Linked DNA regions of Zea mays: region 2 is linked to region 1. A link is a contact called in public Hi-C data. All regions are on one chromosome and are shown on one strand. Each heading gives the region's core, a stretch centred on a gene start, on an enhancer-like site or on the middle of the called end of the contact. The rest is flanking DNA. Distances are from core to core; before and after follow the strand shown.

Region 1 (4,454 bases), core at 1,813-4,312:
TCCTTTCAGCTGATCGGCATGCCGCAGGCAGCAGCAGCAGTAGTGCACGGCAAGGACCCCAGCACCGTCCGTCCGGCGGCGGCGCTGCCCCTGAAGCTCCTCCGCCCTCTCCTCCTCGTGGCGGTGCTCGGCACGGGCTTCCTCGCCGCCGTGGCGCTGCTCGTCGGCGGCCCCGCCTACTCGTCCGCGCTCCCGCGCCCGCCGGTCGCCCTGCCGCCCGCGCCGCCGTCGGGCGGCGGGAAGCAGCCGCTGGAGCGGTGGGCGCGGGCGCCGGCGTCCGCGTGGCACAACATGACCGACGACGAGCTGCTGTGGGCGGCGTCGTGGCGCCCCAGCGTCCGGCGCTACCCGTACCGCCGGACGCCCAAGGTGGCCTTCATGTTCCTGACCCGCGGCCCGCTGCCGCTGGCGCCGCTGTGGGAGCGCTTCTTCGCCGGCGCCGGGGGCGGGGACGCCGGCCTCTTCTCCGTCTACGTGCACGCCACGCCGGGGTACCGCCCCGACTTCGCGCCGGCGTCCGCCTTCTACCGCCGCCAAGTGCCCAGCCAGGTACGTACGCGCGCCACCCGCGCACGTACGGCGGCTAGCTCTCCGATCCTCTGCGTTGACGTGGGCTCGCGAGTTTCAGTTTCGCTTTGACGATCGTCCGGGCGGCCGGCGGCCTACCATCATGGCCGTCCATGTTGCACGGCTCCTCTACGTTGACGACGACGTGGGGTCGTGGAATGTGGATGGATGGCGGAGAAGGGGGGGATCGGAGCTGAAAATGACGGCCATTTATTTTCAACTGCGTGCTACAGGTGGCCGAGTGGGGCGAGCCGAGCATGTTCGACGCGGAGCGGCGGCTGCTGGCGAACGCGCTGCTGGACCCGGGCAACGAGCGCTTCGTGCTGCTGTCCGAGTCGTGCGTGCCGCTGTACGGCTTCCCGGCGGTGTACAGCTACCTGACGCGGTCGCGGGAGAGCTTCGTGGGCGCGTTCGACGACCCGGGCCCGGGAGGCCGGGGCCGGTACCAGGGCGGGCTGGCCCCGGAGGTGGTCCGCGAGCAGTTCCGCAAGGGCGCGCAGTGGTTCGAACTGGAGCGCGCCCTCGCCGTCGACGTGGTCGCCGACGGCCGCTACTACCCCAAGTTCCGGGAGCACTGCCGGCCGCCGTGCTACGCGGACGAGCACTACCTGCCGACGGCGCTCTCCATCCTGGCCCCCGCGCGGATCGCCAACCGCAGCGTCACGTGGGTGGACTGGTCCCGCGGCGGCGCGCACCCGGCCACGTTCGGGGAGGCCGACGTCGGCGAGGCGTTCCTCAGGCGGCTCACGGCGCCCGGGAAGGACCAGGGCAACTGCACCTACAACGGCCAGCCGGCGCAGGTGTGCTTTTTGTTCGCAAGGAAGCTGGCGCCCGGCACGCTGCAGCCGCTGCTCAGGCTCGCCCCGAAGCTGCTCGGATACGGCTGACTGTCACTGTCACTCTGACTGCTCACCTCTGAATCTGAATCTGAATCTTCTCCAACGTGACACAAAGACACCTCTGAATCTGATTTAACGCACAACTGTGTTACAATCTACTACTAGTATGACTAAACACATTTAGTATGACTAAAGGCATGCCATTACAGTTGATTGCTATGAATATGTACTCTAGACTCGATGATCGTCATCCATCATCGAGCAGTGTAGCTCCATCACGTACACAATTATACACAAACTTGCTCCAAAGCGATCGAGTTCTGGGAGCCCTGAGGCACCGTAGACACGACATCCACGTTTCTTCTTCTGCGTTCAAAAATAAACTAGCCGTACGACAAATATTCGAGTTAAAAAAATCCTAGACAACACCAAACAGCACAACCAATTTCAAAGCAGCAACACTAATCAGAATTGCTGCCACCGCTAATCAGTATAGACGATACGATCCTGAATAATCGATGTTACAACCTTAATCAACACTAGTAGTGAATAGTTTTTTTTTCCCCTTTAGTCTCAGTTAGAGTTGGACTCACGACAAATAAAAAAACATTAATCTTGATTGGAGCCACCAAACGAGATAATGATACCGCTTAAACAAAAGCCAAAACACACCTACATTTCATATATCAAAATTTATATATACAACCCGTCAAAATTCACATCCCTAAATGATATCATAGGATTTAATATATTAAATTATATATATGTATATATTTTATTAGAATTCATATTCACAATAATCTATAAAAAAAATCTAACGACTAGTATTAGTTTCCAGGAACTGTAGTGCCCGATTAGCCGGCGTTCATCAAGTTTTATAAATCGGTCGGGAACCGTGGGGTTTAGGCCGATTTCTCGTTCCTGGTCTTTAAAATTTTGCTTTAAGATTCTAAACATTAAAAAAAACAGAGGAAAAATTATGATGAAAACTACATGTGTTTTGAGCAACATGGTATATCTTATACTTATTTTTATTTAAAAAATCATATTTTTTTTGTAACAAACAATAAATTTTCCCAAAGAAAATTGGAATTCAGGATTTTTTTAAAAGTAAAAACCTGTACACCGATTTTTTGAGAAATACCGAAAACCAGACAGAAACACGGTTTTTCGTCGGGATTCATGAAAATTTTTTTTGTTTTGAATTTGCAAACAGATCTAAAATTCAAAAATCGTCGAAAACCGTCCGAAAGAAGTGATTATGGGTATGTTTATTTCATTATTTTCTGGCGAGGTTTGCTAAGAATTTGGTTGGGGAAGAATATCACGTGATTATGTACATAGAAAGATGAAGGATGTCTATAGAGGTTAAGATCTAGACTCCTACTATCGTGACAACTCTGTGATTATATGTTTAGGTTGAATTTTGACGATTTTCATTAAAATAATTCTTATGATGAATTTAGACGATTTTTTATTAAAATGATTCTTATAAAAACGATCTGAAAACTAACGTTTGGTGGTTGTCAGCAACTTGAAGCGACACAAGGGGGGGGGGGGGGGGAGACAAGAAGCCTGAAATAAGTTGAAACAACCAGCAAAAGCAAAAGTGGGGGAGAAAATGACAGAAAGGCCGGAGCGACACAAAGAAAGAGGCCCAATACCATACAGTCCACAAGTCGCGCGCGGGCCGCGGGGTAGAACGCAAGCGGAGGCGTCCCTGGCAACAAAGGCAGCAATGGCGACGGGGTGGCTCGCAGGGTCTCTCCCCCTCCGCTCCGCATCCACAGCCCCGTCGGCGGCCAGGGCACAGCCTCTCCCCTCCGCCGCCGCGCCACGCCGCATCCCAGCGCGACTTTCGGTTGCCACGGGCGGGGGCGAGCAGCAGCTCGTCACCGCGCAGGAACCGGCGCACGGTGAGTCGTGACTGCCTCTTGCTGCTGCCTGGCTGCTATATAAAATGTCAAATCCAATCCGACCCACTGTAGTTAGCTTCGCACTATGTCCACGAACTATCCTACCACTGGATCCAGAACCGGACATTAGGTTTCCCGTGGCTGCTCATCTTTAATTTCCCAGTACGAGTTGTTAACAGATTTGCCGTCTGCTCTTTGGTGGGGCAGCAGAACCTGATTATGGAGTTGTAAGCATTCACCATGTCGGGATCCTGTGCGAGAATCTTGAGAGGTCACTGGCGTTCTACAAGGACCTACTGGGTGAGCTGGCTATTCACCTCGTGTTTCTGCTCTTCTCTGCGGCGTGTTCGCCTGGAAAGCAAATGAGCTGACGGAATCAATTGCTCAACCAGGTCTGAGGGTGAATCCAGCTCGGCCAAACGACAAGCTCCCGTACAGGGGCGCTTGGCTCTGGGTGGGTTCTGAGATGATCCACCTGATGGAGCTGCCGAATCCTGATCCGTTGACCGGACGCCCCGAGCACGGCGGACGTGATCGGCATACCTGTATAGCGATTAGAGATGTTCTGAAGCTGAAAGAAGTTTTTGATGAAGCTGGTACGCCCGGATCTTCACTTCCTCCTTTGTTTTGCCCTAATTATATGCTGCTATGTGACATGATCTTTGTTGTGTTGATCATCTCGCTCAATCCTAGAAAAGCTATTTGTAACGTCAGTGAAGTCATAAACTCTTTCAACTTAGAGTGTTTTTGTTTTTCTACTAGATTATATAAGTTGGATTATGGTGAAATAGGAGGGTAAAATATCAATTTGTGACTACGAATAAGCTGAAAGAAGCGAGCATTGTGTAATTTATTTTAGCTTATTTGTAATTTCAAAGTGATATTTTATCTTTTTACTCTTCCACCATAATCCAATTTATATAATATACGATAAAAATAAATAAGGCCTCCCTTAATAAGCCTTTACCATGACATGATTCGGTATTGTGGTCTGTTTTTCATCAGGCCAGATTATCATTGAAGAGTAAAGACTGACTGTAAACCAGCATAACTTTCTTTTACCAACCGTATGAAGATATGGTTTGCTCTATCTCGATACTAATGAAATAGTGGTAAATGCAGGAATCAGCTA
Region 2 (4,556 bases), core at 1,337-3,836, 340 kb before region 1:
GGCACATATGGTGGAACACGGCCAAGGCTAGCGGAGCTAGGTGCCTAGGCCTTGGCGTTGGTGGAGCACGACCTATGTGGCTGACCGGAAGCAACAGGAGTCGGGACAAGCTCAGCCTCGACGTAGGAGAAAGCGCGACCACGCGGGGTAGAGCTCGACCAGCAGCCTTGGCCGGAGCTCGATAGGACAGGAGCGTCGGTGGCTCGATAGTGGGCCGGAGCCTAGAGGGGGAGTGCGTACGTGTGTCCGACGGCTAGAGCGGACGCAAAATAGGCCATAAAGTTATGGCGGCCCGACGCAGAGCTTGGGTGGCCGTTCTCCAGCGCTGCGCCAGCGACACGATGGCCGTGACCGGTGACAATGCGTCAGCGACTCGCTTGGCGGTGGAGCTCGGTAGAGGGGGAGTACGGGAGCACACAAGTGAACAGACGGACATTAGAATTTTTTTATTGTTGATCCTTTCTTGTGCTAGGCTATGGTATTGCTCAAACAATACTGAGCGATATTGGGCCCTACGTCCGTGGTTGCGCATATGAATCAAGCCATGTTTGAAATTTTAAACCCTAAAAACTGCATTACAACAATATAAACTGCCTGAGGATAATCAACCCTGCTCTTTTTTATCAGGCTACAAGGACTCGTGTGTAGCCTAAAATGTAAACGTGAGAAAATTCTCAGATAGATGGGAAAATCGGAGACAGACCAATCGAGTTATCGGGCCCGATCAGCCCTATTTCCTTGCATATGTGGCGAACCGTGCGTTATTACGCACTCTTTCTTACAACGGTTGGCTAACAACGCTGTTGGCCAATACTGGAGAGCCGAAAAACACATGATGATGCGTGACTGCATGCATGTGCAAAAAAAGATTGGTTGGACTTGCAACGGTCTCCTTTCTCATGCCACCAGCTGGGTGAGTTGCATTTTATTTTTATTTATAATGGCAAGTGCACGACCCCTTTTGAGTGAGCATCTATGCATCACCACCACCTCTCCCGCCACAGCTCGTTATCCGCCATGGATTCCTCCACGGGGACCCACCACCACCTCCACTGAAATTATATTCTATACGTTCTAAAATATTAGTCGTTTTTAACTCTCGATTTCTATATCAATAATCGAATGGATGACGATAAATATAAACACACATATATAAACAAATATATTAATTATTGTATGAATCGACTAAAGAGGTAAAATATATTTTATTTTGGAACGGAGCGAGCGGGTATTGTTCTTAAATATTCATTCCTTTTTTTTATTGAGGAACTCATAAATAAAAAAGAAACTGAAATTTGTGACTTCTCCTATGTTCATGCTGTTCTTTCGAGGACATTTTTTTTGGTCAGTACAATAAGGATGGAGGTTTTTATTCGGTGCTATCCAAAACGGCGCTGGTGGAAATTGAAGTGGAAAACATCGGAGCACACGCGTGCATTCCACTCCCGTGGCATTTCTTTCTTTCTTTCTTCTTTTTTTTTTTAAAAGAAAGGCCTACGGTTGCATTAGCCTACGGTTGCATTAGCTAGCGCTAGTAATGGGGAGCTGCCTAAAATTCCATTTGAAAGTTCTTAGTTATCCCAGGTCGGGACTGAATAATGTTGACTGACGGGGTCTTCAGCCAAACCCAAGCTCACTGTTTGCATAGCAATTATCAGCAGGCGTGGCATTTTGCTCCATTAATTAAGAGAATATAATACAGCAAACTAAAGTACTGGTTCAGGTACTAGACTGCTAAGCACCGAGCTGGCTGAACAGGGGAAAAAAGATGCAGATTGGCGTATGCACACACACATTGCGAACAAGCTACTGGCAGGTAAAGCATGGCATCATTGAGGCCACTACTGAAGAAGTATCTGCAGCTGATCGAGCAGCGCTCACTCACTCGCTGTGTGTGTGTGTGTGTTTTTTAATTATTATTTGCTGCTCTGACTCGCTGCTTTTTAGGAGAGGGAAGAGGCTTTCAGGTTTCAGCTTGCTGCTGACCCTCCTAAAGTGTGAGCAATTATTGGTTGGGATTGGCGTCCACTAGAGGCAGGCTTTGTCCTTGTTCCCCATGAAGATCGCAGGATTAGCAGTTGCACACTTGCACTGTTTGCTGCTGCTGCTGCTTCTGCTTGCAAGCTGATCTGCAGTTCTGCTGCACTGTCCTTTATGCCTTCACTAGCTAGCGTCTTCAGTTCACAATTCACAGCAGGGGCTGTGACTTCACGACTGACCGACTCGTTGTGTGACAGTGTGAGTGATCATATACTGACTACTAGTGATATCAGGTTTCAGCAGACAACAAATACTGACTGACGGCCGGCCATGTATTGAATCAATACTGTGCTGCTGGATGCAATAGTAGATACCGATATACTTGCATGATGGTGTTTGTACTCTTCTCATTGACCACTGACTGTTTCATGTATATGTGAAAAGAAAAGCATGGTTTACTTCTAGTGTAGTGCACTGTGCTGAAGTTACCTGTACCAATCAGTTTAGTTTTGATTGGCAAATGACTGAATGAGCACTGAGCAGCAGCTGGGGGCAGGAGGGCATATATCCCCAACGGCAAAAGCCATGCATCTCTCCTTTATTTCGTCGCCATTCACCAGTTCGGCAACAGATTCCCACTCCACTCATATACTCTCTCTCCCTTCCTGATAGCTCCTCCTCACCATTTTCCATAACACCCCATTCCGTTTCGCGCTTGCAACAAAGGTTCCTTTCAACAACAAAGCTAGCTTTGCAGGCACAAGAAAGAAAAGGCTTGCTCATACAATACAGTTCTTCTTCTTCTTCTTCCTCCTCTTCTGAGTTTGGGTCAGCTGTTGGGTGGGTACGGTGCTATGGTGTCCACTCTTTGCTCACCTCCACCCTTGCCCTGCTTCCTTCTCTTCGCCATCGTCCTCTCCTTCGCGTCCGGCGATGATGGCGGTCGCGCGGCGGCACTGGAGCTGGACACGCAGGCTGCCTACCTCGCCAAGATGAAGGAAGAGTTCCCGGGGCCGGGCATGTCGAGGTGGTGGGACTTCACGTCGCCGGCGCCGGACTACTGCAGCTTCCGCGGCGTCGCCTGCGACCCGTCGGGCAACGTCACGGGCATCGACGTCACGTCGTGGCGCCTCGTCGGCCGGCTCCCGCCGGGCGTCTGCGCGGCGCTCCCCGCGCTCCGGGAGCTCCGGATGGCGTGCAACGACGTCCGCGGCGGGTTCCCGCTGGGCGTGCTCAACTGCACCTCCCTGGAGGTGCTCAACCTCAGCTTCTCCGGCGTGTCTGGCGCCGTGCCCCGCGACCTGTCCCCGCTGCGCGCGCTGCGGGTGCTCGACCTGTCCAACAACCTCTTCACCGGCGCGTTCCCGACGTCCGTCGCCAACGTCACCAGCCTGGAGGTGGTGAACCTCAACGAGAACCCCGGGTTCGACGTGTGGCGGCCGGCCGAGTCGCTGTTCCTGCCGCTGCGGCGCGTCCGCGTGCTCATCCTCTCCACCACCTCCATGCGCGGCGGCGTCCCCGCGTGGTTCGGCAACATGACGTCGCTCACCGACCTGGAGCTCAGCGGCAACTTCCTCACCGGCCGCATCCCGGAGTCGCTGGCGCGCCTCACGAACCTGCGGTTCCTGGAGCTCTACTACAACGAGCTGGAGGGCGGCATCCCCGCCGAGCTCGCCAATCTCACGCAGCTCACTGACATCGACCTGTCCGAGAACCGCCTCACGGGGCCCATCCCGGAGTCGCTGTGCGCGCTGCGCGGCTTGCGCGTGCTCCAGCTCTACACCAACCGCCTCACGGGCCCCATCCCGGCCGTGCTCGGCAACTCCACGCAGCTGCGCATCCTCTCCCTGTACCGCAACCAGCTCACCGGCGGGATCCCCGCCGACCTCGGCCGCTACTCGGACCTCAACGTCATCGAGGTGTCGGAGAACCAGCTGACGGGGCCGCTGCCGCCGTACGCCTGCGCCAACGGCCACCTCCAGTACATCCTGGTGCTCAGCAACCTGCTGACCGGGCCCATCCCGCCGGCGTACGCCGAGTGCACGCCGCTGCTCCGGTTCCGGGTGAGCAACAACCACCTGGAGGGCGACGTGCCGCCGGGCATCTTCGGCCTCCCGCACGCCTCCATCCTCGACCTCAGCTACAACCACTTCACCGGCGCCGTGGCGGCCACGGTAGCGGGCGCCGCGAACCTGACGTCGCTGTTCGCGTCCAACAACCGGATGTCCGGCGAGCTGCCGCCGGAGATCGCCGGCGCGTGGGGGCTGGTGAAGGTCGACCTGAGCAACAACCTCATCGCCGGGCCCATCCCGGAGTCCGTGGGCCTGCTGTCGAGGCTCAACCAGCTGTCCCTGCAGGGGAACCTGCTGAACGGGTCCATCCCGGAGACGCTCGCGGGGCTCAGGACGCTGAACGTGCTCAACCTGTCGGACAACGCGCTGTCCGGCGAGATCCCGGAGTCGCTGTGCAAGCTGCTTCCAAACTCGCTGGACTTCTCCAGCAACAACCTGTCGGGCCCTGTGCCGCTGCAGCTCATCAAGGAGGGCCTGCTGGAGAGCGTGGCGGGGAACCCGGGG

The links. Hi-C and Micro-C count contacts between places; a contact is called where the count stands out from the background.
Region 2: a contact with region 1 is called in a Hi-C map of tassel, with 2.7 times the contacts expected there. The contact joins the promoter of LOC103640923 here to the promoter of LOC100283949 in region 1. A contact is called at or near these places in 2 of 25 Hi-C or Micro-C datasets (ear and tassel).

What each region holds. Positions count from the first base shown.
Region 1 is chr1:183,729,640-183,734,093 of Zm-B73-REFERENCE-NAM-5.0, reverse strand. LOC100283949 reads left to right here and starts at 3,062. Exons shown (of 4, transcript NM_001156847.2): 1 at 3,062-3,322; 2 at 3,530-3,622; 3 at 3,715-3,918; 4 at 4,445-4,454. The coding sequence starts at 3,145. It overlaps LOC100384266 (Core-2/I-branching beta-16-N-acetylglucosaminyltransferase family protein), which reads left to right. Exons shown (of 3, transcript NM_001176831.1): 2 at 10-549; 3 at 801-1,558. The coding sequence ends at 1,454.
Region 2 is chr1:184,068,244-184,072,799 of Zm-B73-REFERENCE-NAM-5.0, reverse strand. LOC103640923 (receptor protein-tyrosine kinase CEPR1) reads left to right here and starts at 2,586. Exons shown (of 2, transcript XM_008664372.4): 1 at 2,586-4,556. The coding sequence starts at 2,835.